Regions from separate parts of the Anser cygnoides genome. Here region 2 is linked to region 1. A link is a contact called in public Hi-C data. All regions are on one chromosome and are shown on one strand. The core of a region is the stretch at or near the end of the contact, and the rest is flanking DNA. Distances in the headings are between cores, read along the strand shown. Region 1 holds the start of NHLRC4 (NHL repeat containing 4). Region 2 holds the start of ALG1 (ALG1 chitobiosyldiphosphodolichol beta-mannosyltransferase).

Region 1 (6,619 bases), core at 191-2,690:
TGCAAGTATTCGAGGAATGAATTTTCAGACAATTGCAATATTTGCACCTGGGAAGGACAACTTGCATCCAGGATGCCTTAGCCCAGCACAACTCTTTAGCTGTGGTTTGGGAAAGCTTTACTTTTGCAGGGACCAAAGACCCCACGCTACCAGACAATCATGGGGCACAGGATAATCAAAGTGAAGCAGTGGCTTGCAAACAACTCAGAACAGCTGAGCATGTCCATTTATAATAATAATTATGACCACATTTAAAGCAAAATTAACTTCTGTCTCTTCAGGAACTTTAATAAGGGCATGTTTTTCTTACCAGCTCCTGGCTGTATGTTAGAAGCCATACCATATCCAGCCCCTGGACAGCAGATAGCAGAGCAGGGCTGTGGTCTCTGTTTTTTTGGATGTCTCATTCCTTAGTACTTGTGTTCTTAAAACAGAGGGAGAGTGGGCAAAAAAGAAATTGTGGTTCTCGTGGTGGCTCTCACATCTGACAGAAAGCTTAACCGGTCTCTGAATTGGTTGCGTAGGCTGAAACTGGCTACCAGATCAATACCTCCCTTTTTCTTCCTGCCAAGACATTAGCTGTTTCAGGAACAACTTAATTTGTTTAGACAGGGAGGGGCTGCCTTTAGCAAAGACATGCACTGGCCAAGTGTGAAATTGTACCACATGGGAGTGGAGGAAGAGTTATCCTCAGTTTCTCAAGTGCTAGAGTGGACTGAAAATGCTTTGGGAAGATGTGGCTCACAGAAAACAGGGTCAAGAAGTGTTAAGGGCTGAGAGAAGCCACTAATCTCATGAACCAGAGAGGTGCAGATCACATCCAGCACACTCGCATGCAGGGCTCTCCCTCATGCATAAATCCTCAGGGCAGATCTGTCAGCAGCCAAACTCCCACCAAAGCCCATGGACCTTTTTGGTTGCAGATCCAGCTTTCCAGCTCTTCAATTTTTGTGCCATTGTTCCTGTTTATATTCTGAGCACATAATTAATGGGACGGGCTACGATCTTGTCTCTGTTCATCGGGGTGAATGCAGCCCAGCACTGACACCTTGGCCCAGGGCGGCCAGCAAACACCTGGGCCCAGGGCATGTCCCCAGAGACGGCAGCAGGCAGGGCCAGTAATGGTCCTATCACTTACTCCAAACAGGGACAAGAGACTTGTCATGGACTACACTCTGGAGACCAGCCAGCAGAAGGAGAAGCTTCTGAAAGCCATCTACACCCTCCAGCTGAAGTCAATCGCCACGTTTCAGACAGCCAGCCCTCTGCTGAGCAGCCAGCAGGGCATGGGCATGGTGACACACCACCACGTCCACCAGCTGGCAGACAAGACCAAAAGCTTGTGTAGAGACCTGGACGACATCAAGAACCTCCTCCACTACTGCCAGGACGACCTGGTCCGGCAGATCCCCAACCCCACAGGCAGCCGCTATGGGGGAGTAAGTGGAATCCATTGCTCCCTGGCGGGCTCCATCTACGTGACAGCCGAGGCTGCTCCCTGGGTCCATGTCCTCAGCAGCACAGGCCAAACGCTGCAGGCCCTGCCCTGCCGGCAAACAGGGATGGAAAGCGGCACTTTCCTGCCAGAGGACGTGACTGTGACTCGGACAGGAATGGTGGCTGTAGCCGATATGATAAACGGAGCTGTCTGGGTCTTCAACCCTCACACCAGCCCCTCCAAGGGGGAATGGGTAAAAATCAGAAAGGTTGGTTCCCCCAGGGGCATTGGAGTAGACTCCACGGGCAAGATCTTAGTAGCAGACTATGCCCAAGGCCAAGTCCACAGCTTTGCGCTGGACCGTGCCTTCAAGACATCGAACATCCACTCGGTCCCCAACCTGCAGGGACCTCGCTACGTCAGTCCAGCACCCAACGGAGGCTTTGTGATAAGTGAGGAGTGTGGAGACGTCAAGGTGTTCACGAGCAGCCGTCAGCTCGTCTGCTCCCTCAGCAGCAAATACGGACACCAGTTCGGCAACCCAGCAGGGGTGTGTGTTGACGTGGAAGGCAGCATTGTGGTGGCAGACGAGCAGCGCCGCACGGTCCACTTGTTCCCGGAGAGCGGGGCTCCTGTCTGCTTGGTGTCCACGGGGCTGAGGAGACCTGCCGGCGTGGCCTGCTCCTCCTTTGGGCACCTCTTTGTGGCAGACACAGGGGAGAACTGTGTCAAAGTCTTTAAGTACCATGCGAGGCCCCGCCAGCCCTTGGGCACTTTGTGACAACCCCAGCCTAACGCCCAGGCAGGGAGTGAGGCTGGTGCCACCGCAACCCTGAGGAGCTTTGGGTCCGCAAATGATGCTGCTCCCGCAGCCAGGCATCGTCCCCACACTTAACTTTGTTGCCCTCCAGCTTCTCCAGGTGGCAGAAGCAAGGACTGGAGCAATGAAGCATCATCTCTGTGCCTCTTGGATCCACCAGAGCACCTAAAGAAGGACTGAGTTACTCAAAACCGAGAGGGTGGTCATGCACTGGGACAGGCTCCCCCGGGCTATGGCACTGAGCCTGCTGGAGTTCAAGAAGTGTTTGGACAATGCTCTCAGACATATGTTTTAATTTTTAGGTAGTCCTTTGTGGACCCAGGAGTTGGACTCGATGATCTTTATGAGTCCCTTCCAACTCGCGATATGATTCTATTAAAAATGGTTGTGCGTTGGTGTCTTGGAAACTTATCACCACCCCCTTGCGTGTCTTTTCAAAGATAAAATAATTATTCCTCTTCCACACACACCCATTTTATGTGGCCACAGTTCCACCTTCCTGAAGCCAGTGGCAGGGCTCGGCTGAAGGGGTAAGGCCAGGCCAGAGCTGGGGTTGCAGCAAGCTTCAGGAGAATGGCAAATTTAAAGGTAACAAATTCCACGCTGCATTCCTGACCTCTACAGGGAAGCAGCGACTACTGCATGGAGCAGACTGCCTGTGTGCATGTGTAATGTCTACACAGCCCTGGGACTGTGCTGACCCCCCTGGGCTGGGGGTTTTGGGGTGCCACAGCCCCTGCTGCTATCAGCAAAGAGCTGGCGGGGCGCGGTGGCGGAGGGAAGGGCGTTTTCCTCTCCTGCTCCAGACGTCGGCGGGGCAGGGCGAACCGACAGCTCCGAGGCCTCTGTGGATGCGCTGAAGCCACCCGGTCTGGCCATGCTGCCGCTGCACGGTTCTGCACTGTGCTGCGGTTCCTGCCCTGCAGCGAGCCCCATACACCGACACAGGGCACCCAAACCCTCGTCCCTCATCCCCAGTACGCCCCAGTGAAGGCCTCTTCCCCCTCCTGACCCCGCAGCCCGCTCGGACAGCAGGAGCGTGACTGCAGGGAAGCTCAGCACCGCTGGCTTTCGGCCAGGGCATTCGCCAGGGTCAGGGTGCAGGGAGGGGGAAGCCGGGTGCCAGCAGCGACGGCGAGGCCCTGCCCTCCCTGGGGCCGCGGCACCGTGGCCCCAAGCGATATCGGGGACCGAGGGCTGGGGCCGCTTATCGGCGGGCTCAGCCGGCAGCAGCGCGCCCAGCTCCGCGGAGAGCCTCGGGGGCAGCGCCGCAGGGTGAGCAGGGGCACCGGGGCTGCGGCGGCTCCGGGCGGCCGGGCCCTAAAACCCAGGCGGGGAGCGGCGCTGGGAGAAGCCGGGGGAACAACGCCGGGGCCCCGGAGAGCGGAACGCGGCACCACGGGCCCCGGCGCTGCCCGGGCCGGCCGCGGCGCGCAGGCGGCGGCTCCGAGCTGCCGGAAGCGGGCGGCGCGGCGGAGCGGTAGGCGGCGGCGGGCCGGGGGGGCGCGGGGCGGCCGGGCCGGGCCGGGCCGGGCCGGGCTGAGCTGAGCTGGCCCTGGCGGCCCCCAGCGGCCCGCTCCCGTCGCCCGGGCGCCCCGGGCTGAGGGGCGGGCGCGGGGCTGAGGGCGCTCGGTAGCCGCGTGGGGCTGCTGGAGCGGAGGTTGCGTGTGGGACGAGGAGGAGGAGGGCTGGGCGGGCGGGCAGCCCTCCCTCTGCTCCCCCGCGGCAGTGCCGTGGCTCTTTCTCCTCTCCTGGCCCAGGCAGGGATCTACCAAAGGCTCCTTTGCGCTGTGTCGTACCTGCAGCCCTGCCGGCCTTCCTCCCTCTGTCGGTCGCGTTTGCTGCACAGGGGCCTCTGTCCCTGCCTCACCCTGTGTTTTAGGGGGGTTGGTGCTGTACAGCCAGCTGGGGGGGGGGTCCAGCAGAAATGCGAGGCTCTGGGTACCTCATGAGCACGGGTCTGCGTGCATAGACCTCAAACAGCCCCCGGGGAAGCACAGATCTCAAACAAAGCCTGGGCAGGAGCTTCCCTGCCGGGTCTGCAGCAGCCCCGGGCCGGGCTGGGCTGTGCCGCTTAACCGGAGCTGCGGCCGAGGTAGTTAGCTGGCTGAAGGCAGGCTGGGGTTAAAAGCTGGGCAAGGTGAGAGGGAGAACAAAATAGGGAAGATAAGAAGCGTTTCTCCTCCGTGAGAATTCTTCCTGGATGAATGTGGCCGTCTCTTTTTACAAAACAAACAAACAAAAAACAGCAAAACCCAGTGAAAAATAAATGTTTGAATGAAAAGAGTCCGCTGATGATTCTCCTCACTGGATGGACAGACCTGTGAGGCGGAGAGTTGCGCAGCGACATTGGAAGTCTTGTAGCGATACTCTCAACTCTGACATCTCTTGAGGAAAAAGAAGAATTAAAAACGTAACTTTTAAAAAGATATCTGTCCAGTATTACTGGTGGTAGCTTTGGTAATTAAAACATGCTGAAAAAAACCACATTCAAGTGCTTATTTTCATCAGTTTTCTCAGGGCTCTTTATCCAACTCAGTTTCAGGCTTTTAAAATATTCAGTTATTGGTAAACTTTAGTTGTAATTTTTTTGGTACTGCAGTGCAGCAAGGATGCTATCACTAGCTAAACTTGTATCATTTTAAATAATCTGTGAGCATATGTATGTAGGTACATTCCCAGCATGTTCGGTCTGTTGATTTATTGGTTTGTTTGTTGTTTTTGAGCCCCTGTATTTATATTTATATCATTTATTTTATTTTACCTGGGAGTATATATGAGACAGCAAAAAGAAAATGTTTTTTCAAACCTAAATCTAACTTCAGAGTATTTGTAAAAGAAAGAAATATAAAATGCAGGGAACAGGTTTTACTTCAGACTTTTTTAGGGCCAGTCTGTTTAATTGTGTGTGTTAGCTGATTTTCACCAATTTCCTATGTATTTTGGGAACAACTCTATTAAATACAATAACTATCCTTGGTTGTCTTCATGATCATCCAAAAAAAAAAAAAAGCCACCCTGACCTTAGCTGTTTCAATAGAAGTGAAAGGTAAGCTTGGATGTCTTGGTTTTCAGTCCGTTTGGGGTCTAAGAGTCGTTAAATATTGGTGAAAGACTGAAAGACTGCGTTTTTCAGTTGGACTGCAAGTCTTTTGTCTTTATCACACCCGGTGTCCTGCACCTTTACAGTCTCAGGATGTCACATCTGGCATTTTTCTACCCTTCTTTTGGTACATCTTTCCACTTCACTTCCTCTTCTGCTGGAGGCTTGAAACCCTTTGGGAAAAATATGCATTATTTAAGGTTCTCCTGAGATCCTGCATCCTTGCAGGCTCCACATCTCTGCAGTTATCCCTCTGGTCAAGTAGGAAGAGATGTCAGTCCTCTGTGGCCTCCAGATGCTGTTCTCGCCACGGGCGGGAGGGCCCTCAGTGCCTGCAAACACTATTCAGCAGCACACTGCAAACAAAATCCCCCACGAGCACCTTTACACCTGCTTGAGGGGAAACACTGGGGTGAGCTTTGCACTAAAAGGCAGGATTCAGTCCCAGAGAAACCTTACTCCTTGCAAACACAGCAACTGCGGTGCTTCTCCGGTCGGAGGAGTGAGCTGTGCGCCAAGGAAACTTCACCTTTCTGCCTCGAGGGGCTGACAACTCATCCGTGAGCAGACATTTCCTACCACTGTATTTGGCAGGGCTGTGGGTCTGGCAGTAGGTTAATCACTTGCCTTTGCCGCTTCCCCATCGCCTACTCCGTGCCCTAGCAAATTGCCAGATGCTGAGATTTACTAGATCAATTGTCCTGCATTAAAAAGAGAGGAAAACCAAAACCACCAGGGACCTCTGCGTTGTGCATCCTCTCTACATGTCATAAATACGCTCTGTGTTTCTCTTTCCGATTGACTGGGTCCCTCGCAGAGGAGCCAGCCTGGGGGCCTGTGGAGTTTTCACATCTCTAACAAAGCACTGAAGGACAGAAAAGGACAGCGGGCGCCGGATGCTGATTGTTCTGTGCCAGCGCCCTCCTTACAGCAATTATATTTCTGTTAGAAACCTCCACCTTATTTAAAGAGACATTGTCGACTGCCTCAAAGCTCCTTTTTACAGAAGACCTATAAAGCCATTGAGATATTTTCTTAATGACCTGAAGAAAAATACTTTAGATAAGGAACATTGATAAAACAGATATGTCTCTCCTGTTGTGGGATCTAATGCATGGAAACTACTATGTAAACTTTAATCAGTTAGTCGGGGTAGTCCATTCACAGCAAGCTTACTGTCTTGGTTTCTAGATGAGGGGAGTGAGACAACAGGAGGTGAGTGATCAGTGGGTTCGTTACGGAACACAGCTCTGGATTC
Region 2 (6,848 bases), core at 3,227-5,726, 130 kb before region 1:
TTAGTGGTATAGTCAAGGGAGATCTCAGGCCCTGCCTGATTTCTTAAGTTTGTCTACACCCAAAGGTACCCTTGCATGCATCTGCACATTGCCTCTCTGTGGCTTTCAGAGCTGAACACCCCTACTGTGCAGACCTGCCTTTAGTGCTTTTCTCCAAACCACCCAAAAAATCAGCAGCAGAATCGTTACTTCCAAGAATTAGTATTTGTGTTTCCATTTGGGCTCACTAGCCATTCCTTTCGAAGTACTCTCAGGAGGGATACCAAACTCTAAGTAAACTCTTTCTTTTCATTAACTCTGGCATCTTTGTCGTTTCATAGGTCACTGCATAAAGGCAAAACACTGCAATATGAATACCTTGAGCTTGAATGAGAACTATTTTTCTTTAATGCCATCCATACTTCTTATTTTTACCTTTGAAATATTTGGGATCATTCTGCGCTAGAGAATATGTTGCTTTTTCAATCAGAGAAGACAACTTCTTCACAACACTTTCAACTCGGGTACGCTGAGCAAGTAATTCATGTTCTGAAGGCCACTTTTCTAGGGCTCCTTTCAAATAGCCTGCAGAAACAAAAATTCATTTTGTATACTACCATAAATTCTCAGCCCATTCTTCTTTTTTTCCCCTTCCTTTTTAAAGTAGTTTTGCTGCTTCCCCTGGTGACAGCCATTCTCCTCACAGCCACCATTTTTTAAAACAAGGTTTACCCTGGAACCTAGTAAGTAATCCAATGTACTAGACTATATTATACCTAAGTAGTGTCTCTTCTGACGTGGTTAGTAGGTATCTTACTGCAGAGCATTATGCTACTGCAATTAGAAGCCAAACTATTATTTTATATATGAAGAAACAAGGACGAAAAGAAAGCTATGAAATATGTTTAGTGTGTACTCTATAAGAGAGTATGTTAAGATGTTGCAGAGGTAGTCAGGCTTTCCTGTAGCCCTCTTTTTTTTTTTCCTTCCTTTGAAGAGTGGCTGCTAATCCAGTGATGCTCCAGCAATGTTCAAACTGTTCTGACACAGAGGGGACTGCTGAGCCCAGAGACGAGAAGGCTGGGGAGGGGGTGGCTCTTCCATGCGTACAGTTATCTGAAGGGAGGGTACACAGAGGACAGAACCAGGTTCCCGGTGACATACTCAAAAAGCCCTGGACACGGTCCTGGGCAGCCTGCTGTAGGTGGCCCTGCTTGAGCAGGGATTTGGGAAGGTGACCTCCAGAGGTCCATTCCAATCTCAACTGCTCTGTGAAATGGATAACATCCATATGGAGAAAATAAAAAATAAATAAATAAATTAAAAGACAGACTTCTCAAATGTCAAAGAAGCCCTCTATATTGCCCAAGGGTTTGCTCACACTTCTACAGGCAAAGACTGTTTAATGAGATATAAGGTGGCAGATAATTATTGTTCTTGTTACATGTGCTTACTGTCCTCTGTGCTTCTGTGAGTTTGGCAGACTGTTTACAGCGATTTGGTGGTGCATTCTCTTAGCCCTTTAATTTCTGTGGCTGTCTGGCTATGGATCTGTTTGCACTCCAAACTTACGTTTGTGATATCATGTAACTACCTTTTCTGTCTGCTTTATGAAGAAGAATATCTAATCCAAAGATCAGATCTTGACCCCTTCTGGAGGTGACTGGAATTTACGCAGAGATAAAGTAGCCACGTAGCCAGGTTACCACCTACCTCCAAGTTCCTCCAGTGCACTGGAAAATGTGGATGTGGCTTAGGGACTGCTTTGCCCTTTTGCCTTCTCTGCTGCACCCACACTTTGGGTAAGGCAGGTGTCAAAGAAGGTGGATGCTGAGAACACCAAGTTCTGATCCCAAACTAGGGAACGGCCCCTTTGGAAGAAGGCAGCATTGCTGCTGGAAGTAGTATGGAGCATGCACAAGTTGACTGCACCTTTTATTAGCCCTAAAATTTGTGTGTAGAGGCAACTCTTATCCAGATTGGTTTGGATCCCACAGGGGAATATAATATCAAGTATTAACAAATAGTTTTAAATATTCTTCTTACAGCTTATTGCATTCCTCCCAAACCAGAGATAACCCAGGAGAGTCCTCTTAAAAACAAGAAGAATCAAGGTTTCCTTCTAAGGCATACTTCTGATGCAAATAACAGCTGGATCACTACTACTGTCATTGCATTTAAGGAGCTGAATCTTTAAAACAGGGTAAAAAATGAATTTAAAAATTAATATATATATATATCATGCTACTAGCAGTCAAATCTGCCTAATGTAAAGACTGAAGTCAAGAAAGCTGGTATCAGCTTAGTTCCTAAAAAAAAAAAAAAAAAGCCAGACTGTCACAATACCTTGCAAAACATGAAATCCCAGCACTGCATCTAAATTGATGTCCTGATACCGACTCTCCATGAAGACAGTCACTTTCTCAAGGGCAGAAATGACAGAGCTCCTCACATTAGGCTCAGTTTTCAAGAAGCTGGCCTTGGAGAGAAAAATCAGCAAGAAGAAAGTATACAGCATATCTACTCTGCTCAAAGAGGTTGTGTAACTTCTAAATCAATATCCCTTGCTCACAGCAGGTCCTGCTGTGTGTGATGGAATACTTTCCCTTAACAGTTTAACCACAGGTATGCCGCTGTGTTCTCACAGAAAGCTTGATTGTCGTCTTCAATGCTAGCAAATGTCTTGTGCCTTTAAATGTCAGCCAATGCACTTGGCAGTACAACTCCGCAGATCAAATCCAGTTCTTTCATCCTTGGCTTCGGTAAAATTGTTGTAGCTGCCATCAGAAGAGGGAGCTCTTGCTCATCTGTAGAGGTAAAGGGAGGTAAAAGACCGTCCATCTGCAATTAAAAAATAGAACTTTTGAAGTGTGCACAGCGTTCTTGAAGAAAGTGCTGAGAAATCATTTATTTAGAGCACTTTTACAGCGGAGGCTGTGTGCATGTGCGCTGAACCCACTGTGGCGATCAGACTGCTGAAGGGCACGGTGAGATACAGGCTGCCTGCCATCACCTCAGCTCCCTGTGAGGGAGCGACCAGCCCACTAAGGCCGTTTCTTTGCCACTGCACCTGGGATAAGGGTGGAAAGGGGAGTCTGCGTGTCTGGAAATGAAGGGCTGCAGAGACAAAGGGCCTTACTGTATGTTACCGCCTGCTATGAGCCCTGACCAGTAAATACATTAAGTGCATTTATCACATATCTAGGGTTAATGTGTTTTGATAGACACAGCTGAAGGAAACGCTGTGCTAACTTTGTGCTGCTTCACAAGATATTACATATGTTAAATGAAGCAAATTATCCAAGTTCAGCAGGTTTCTAAGCAAAATCTGATTTTAAATTATTTTTTTGGAAAGGAATTTATTTTGGAGGGATGGTGTAAAGGGGCCATCAGAAAGCTGTGGGTGGTGTGGCCTGCAGGTAGCCGGGACCCAGGCTGCCCTCAGCAGAGCTGCAGTGCTGCCGGTTCCCCACACCTGACGAAACTGCTCCAGATGAAGGAGAAGTGTGACAGAACACACAGAGCGCTGGGACCGAAAACCGAGGAGCTGCTGCTGTTCTCATTAAATGAGGACACTTGTGGACACTGAGTGGGCACGCTTGGACGTATCACAGAATCATAAAGGTTGGAAAAGACTTCCAAGATCATCTGGTCCAACCATCCCCCTACCACCACTGTCACCGACTAAACCATGTCCCTAAGCACCACGTCCAACCTTTCCTTGAACACCCCCAGGTGACTCCCCCACCTCCCTGGGCAACCCGTCCCAATGCCTGACTGCTCTTTCTGAGCAGAAATGTCTCCTCATTTCCAACCTGAACCTCCCCTGGCACAACTTGAGGCCATTCCCTCTAGTCCTGTCACCAGTTAGTTATCTGTGAGAAGAGGCCAACCCCAGCTCCCCACACCTTCCTTTCAGGTAGTTGCAGAGAGCAATGAGGTCTCCCCTGAGTTTCCTCTTCTCCAGACCAAACACCCCCAGTTCTCTCAGCTGCTCCTCACAGGACTTGTGCTCCAGGCCCTTCACCAGCTTCGTAGCCCTTCTCTGGACACACTCCAGGGCCTCGATGTCCTTCGTGTTCTGAGGGGCCCAGAACTGAACACAGCGCTCGAGGTGCGGCCTCCCCAGAGCAGAGTACAGGGGGACGATCACGTCCCTGGCCCTGCTGGCTGCACTACTCCTGACACAAGCCAGGATAACACTGGCCTTCTTGGCCACCTGGGCACACTGCCGGCTCATGTTCAGGTGAGTGTCGACCAACACCCCCAGATCCTTCTCCTCTGCACAGCTTTCATGGCGTTGTTGTGACCAAAGTGCAGGACCCAGCGCTTAGCCGTGTTGAACCTCATCCCACTGGCCTTTGCCTCGTGCCGTGAGGCTCCGCACCCCTCTGCGCGACACGAAGCCAGCCACGAGGTGAACCCGGGCGCAAACCGCCCGCCCCACGGCTCCCTCAGCCCGCGCCCTCCGCACCGCCCGGGGGCGCGCTGCCCGCCGGCGGGGCCTCAAGATGGCGGCGGGCGGCGGGGCGCTGGGCGCTATCGGGGCCGCGCTGGTGCTGGCGGCGGCCGCGGCGCTGTGGTGGCGGCGGCGGCAGCGGCGGGCGGGCGGCGGCGAGGGCCGGGTGTGCGTGGCGGTGCTGGGCGACCTGGGCCGCAGCCCGCGGATGCAGTACCACGCGCTCTCGCTGGCCCGGCACGGCCGCGGCGTCTCGCTGCTGGGCTACCTCCGTGAGTCAGGGCGGGGGGCGGCCGGGGCCGGGGTCGGGGGGCGCTGCCGGCGGGGTCGCGGCTCTCACCGTCCGTCCTTTGCCGCAGAGACCCGGCCGCACGGCGACGTGCTGGGCAGCGGCGAGATCCGCGTCGTGCCGCTCTCGGACCTGCGGTGGCTGCGAGGTGGGTGCGGGCCGGGGGCGCGGGGGGCGCGGGGGGCGCGGGGTAAAGGGAGCGGAGCGGGGCTGCTCGGGGTGCTGGTGGTCAGGGCGCGGGGAGGAGGGGAAGGGGGGCAAAAACCGGCCCTGAGGGGCCTCCCTGCGGGCCTCGAGCCCCTGGGGGCCGGGGTAAGGCTGTGTGGTGCTGGCTTGGGTCGAGCTGGGGGTCGTGGGTTTTATGTCTTGCTCACGGTTTTGTGTGTTTGTTCATCCGCGTGTACTGCGATTTTTCTTCTAGATAAAAAGTAAAATGGGGACTTGGGGGTGTTGTGGTGTTTCTGTGACATCAGGTTTCTGTTTTTACGAAATGCCACTACTTTAAAACTTCCCGATGGCTGGCTCTGTGTGGCACGCACATTTACGTGTGCAGAGCTGGAGTGTTCTCACACGTTCTCTGTCCTTTTGCAGTTGGCCCAAAGATTTTCCAGTATGTTGTAAAAGTCATTGCTCAGGCAATACAGCTGCTGTACACAATGCTGAAAATGGATCGACCATCCTATATTCTTCTTCAGGTATGCTTTCTGTGTGTAATTAATTTTAATAGTATTACATTACAGAATGTTTTTACCAGTCTCAGACATTGCTCTAATTATTTGAGAGCTAAAATTGGCTTAATCCATGATATAAACCTATATAAAAACTGCTTATTTCATTCTAGACTTCTTTCTCTGTTAACTCACGTTTGTTCTTCCTGTTAATTTTTGAGCTTTTGAATTTCAGTGGCATGTAAAGAATAAATCTTAACAGAAATACTTGTATGTGCTTTGGATGGGAATTTTGACCCAGATCCGACAGTAAAATTTGAAGTGCCTGCCAACCTTCATAGGAGAAACTGGCAGTTCTGTAGTTGGCGAATACAAAATCGTCCCCGTTCATTAAGATCCTTTTAAACAATGTTATTTCAGTCATTTGATTTTCTTTTTCTCGTTATTGCTAAGTGTTTATCACTTGACCATAGTCTTACCCTGTTTTTACTTATTTAACAGAATCCTCCAGGTTTACCTAGTATAGCTGTTGCCTGGGTAGCGTGTCTTGTCTGGAGAAGCAAACTGATAATTGATTGGCACAACTATGGATATACCATAATGAGTCTGAATCATGGAAGAAATCACCCACTAGTACGCATTGCAAAATGGTTTGTACAGAAATTTCTCCTATTTACAAGTTATGAACCTTCCTAGAGCTCAGAAGGATGGAAAGCAGAAAGAAGAATATAATTAGCAAAGGGCTATTTCCATCAAGAAGTTACTACATTTCAGGAAGCATGTTATTTAAAATGCCTTTGTTAAACACATAGGAAGGTGGTGGTAGGTGGTATACTGTAAAATACACTAAAAATTCCGTCTAGGTAAATTTATTCTATAAAAATGATGTACGCGGTTTAAAGGAATTAGGTTGTTCTCTAAAGTAATTTGTGAGTAGCTTTTAAAAATGCTTTTATTTTCTGTTTTGTACTTTCAGTGTTAAGGTTAGGAAGTATTCTGCCTGCTGTATGTACATTATATACACAGGGCAGAGTGCAAAGGATACGCTTTGTAAGAAGCCTAGACTGTAACAAAAAAAGCAAATTTATGTTCATTTTAGGTGAAATATGGTATCCCAATGCAATGCAAACTCTCGTGCCTTTGACAAGTGAGCTACTTAGAAATAGGAGAATAAAGTAATTAGAAACCTATCTTAAAGTAGGTGTGTGAATGTTATAGGAACTAAAAGATTTTCTCACATGGTTTAAACCTGTTCCTTTTGTTCTCGTTTGAAGTAGTCAGGTTGCACATGCAAACTTTTGATCTTATTGCAGTGACTTTGTCTAGTGTTGTGGGTTTTTTTTATTCTCTAACACTACTTTACACCCCAGCTCATCTTTAAAGGTGGTTCTGTTTCTTACTCAATCTAATTGGTTACCTACAGGTAACAGCTTTAAAAGCTTTCCATTGTTGT

Evidence for each region. Hi-C and Micro-C count contacts between places; a contact is called where the count stands out from the background.
Region 2: a contact with region 1 is called in a Hi-C map of liver, with 2.1 times the contacts expected there. The contact joins the promoter of ALG1 here to the promoter of NHLRC4 in region 1. A contact is called at or near these places in 4 of 7 Hi-C or Micro-C datasets (granulosa cells and liver).

Annotation. Positions count from the first base shown.
Region 1 is chr15:13,259,948-13,266,566 of Taihu_goose_T2T_genome, reverse strand. NHLRC4 (NHL repeat containing 4) reads left to right here and starts at 1,440. Exons shown (of 1, transcript XM_066977556.1): 1 at 1,440-2,665. The coding sequence starts at 1,563. The coding sequence ends at 2,219. PIGQ (phosphatidylinositol glycan anchor biosynthesis class Q) reads left to right here and starts at 3,405. Exons shown (of 11, transcript XM_048064751.2): 1 at 3,405-3,533.
Region 2 is chr15:13,395,085-13,401,932 of Taihu_goose_T2T_genome, reverse strand. It overlaps ALG1 (ALG1 chitobiosyldiphosphodolichol beta-mannosyltransferase), which reads left to right and starts at 4,476. Exons shown (of 13, transcript XM_048066453.2): 1 at 4,476-4,710; 2 at 4,798-4,875; 3 at 5,319-5,422; 4 at 5,897-6,045. The coding sequence starts at 4,491. It overlaps C15H16orf89 (chromosome 15 C16orf89 homolog), which reads right to left and starts at 4,901. Exons shown (of 9, transcript XM_048066466.2): 1 at 4,779-4,901; 2 at 2,326-2,820; 3 at 415-564. The coding sequence starts at 2,497.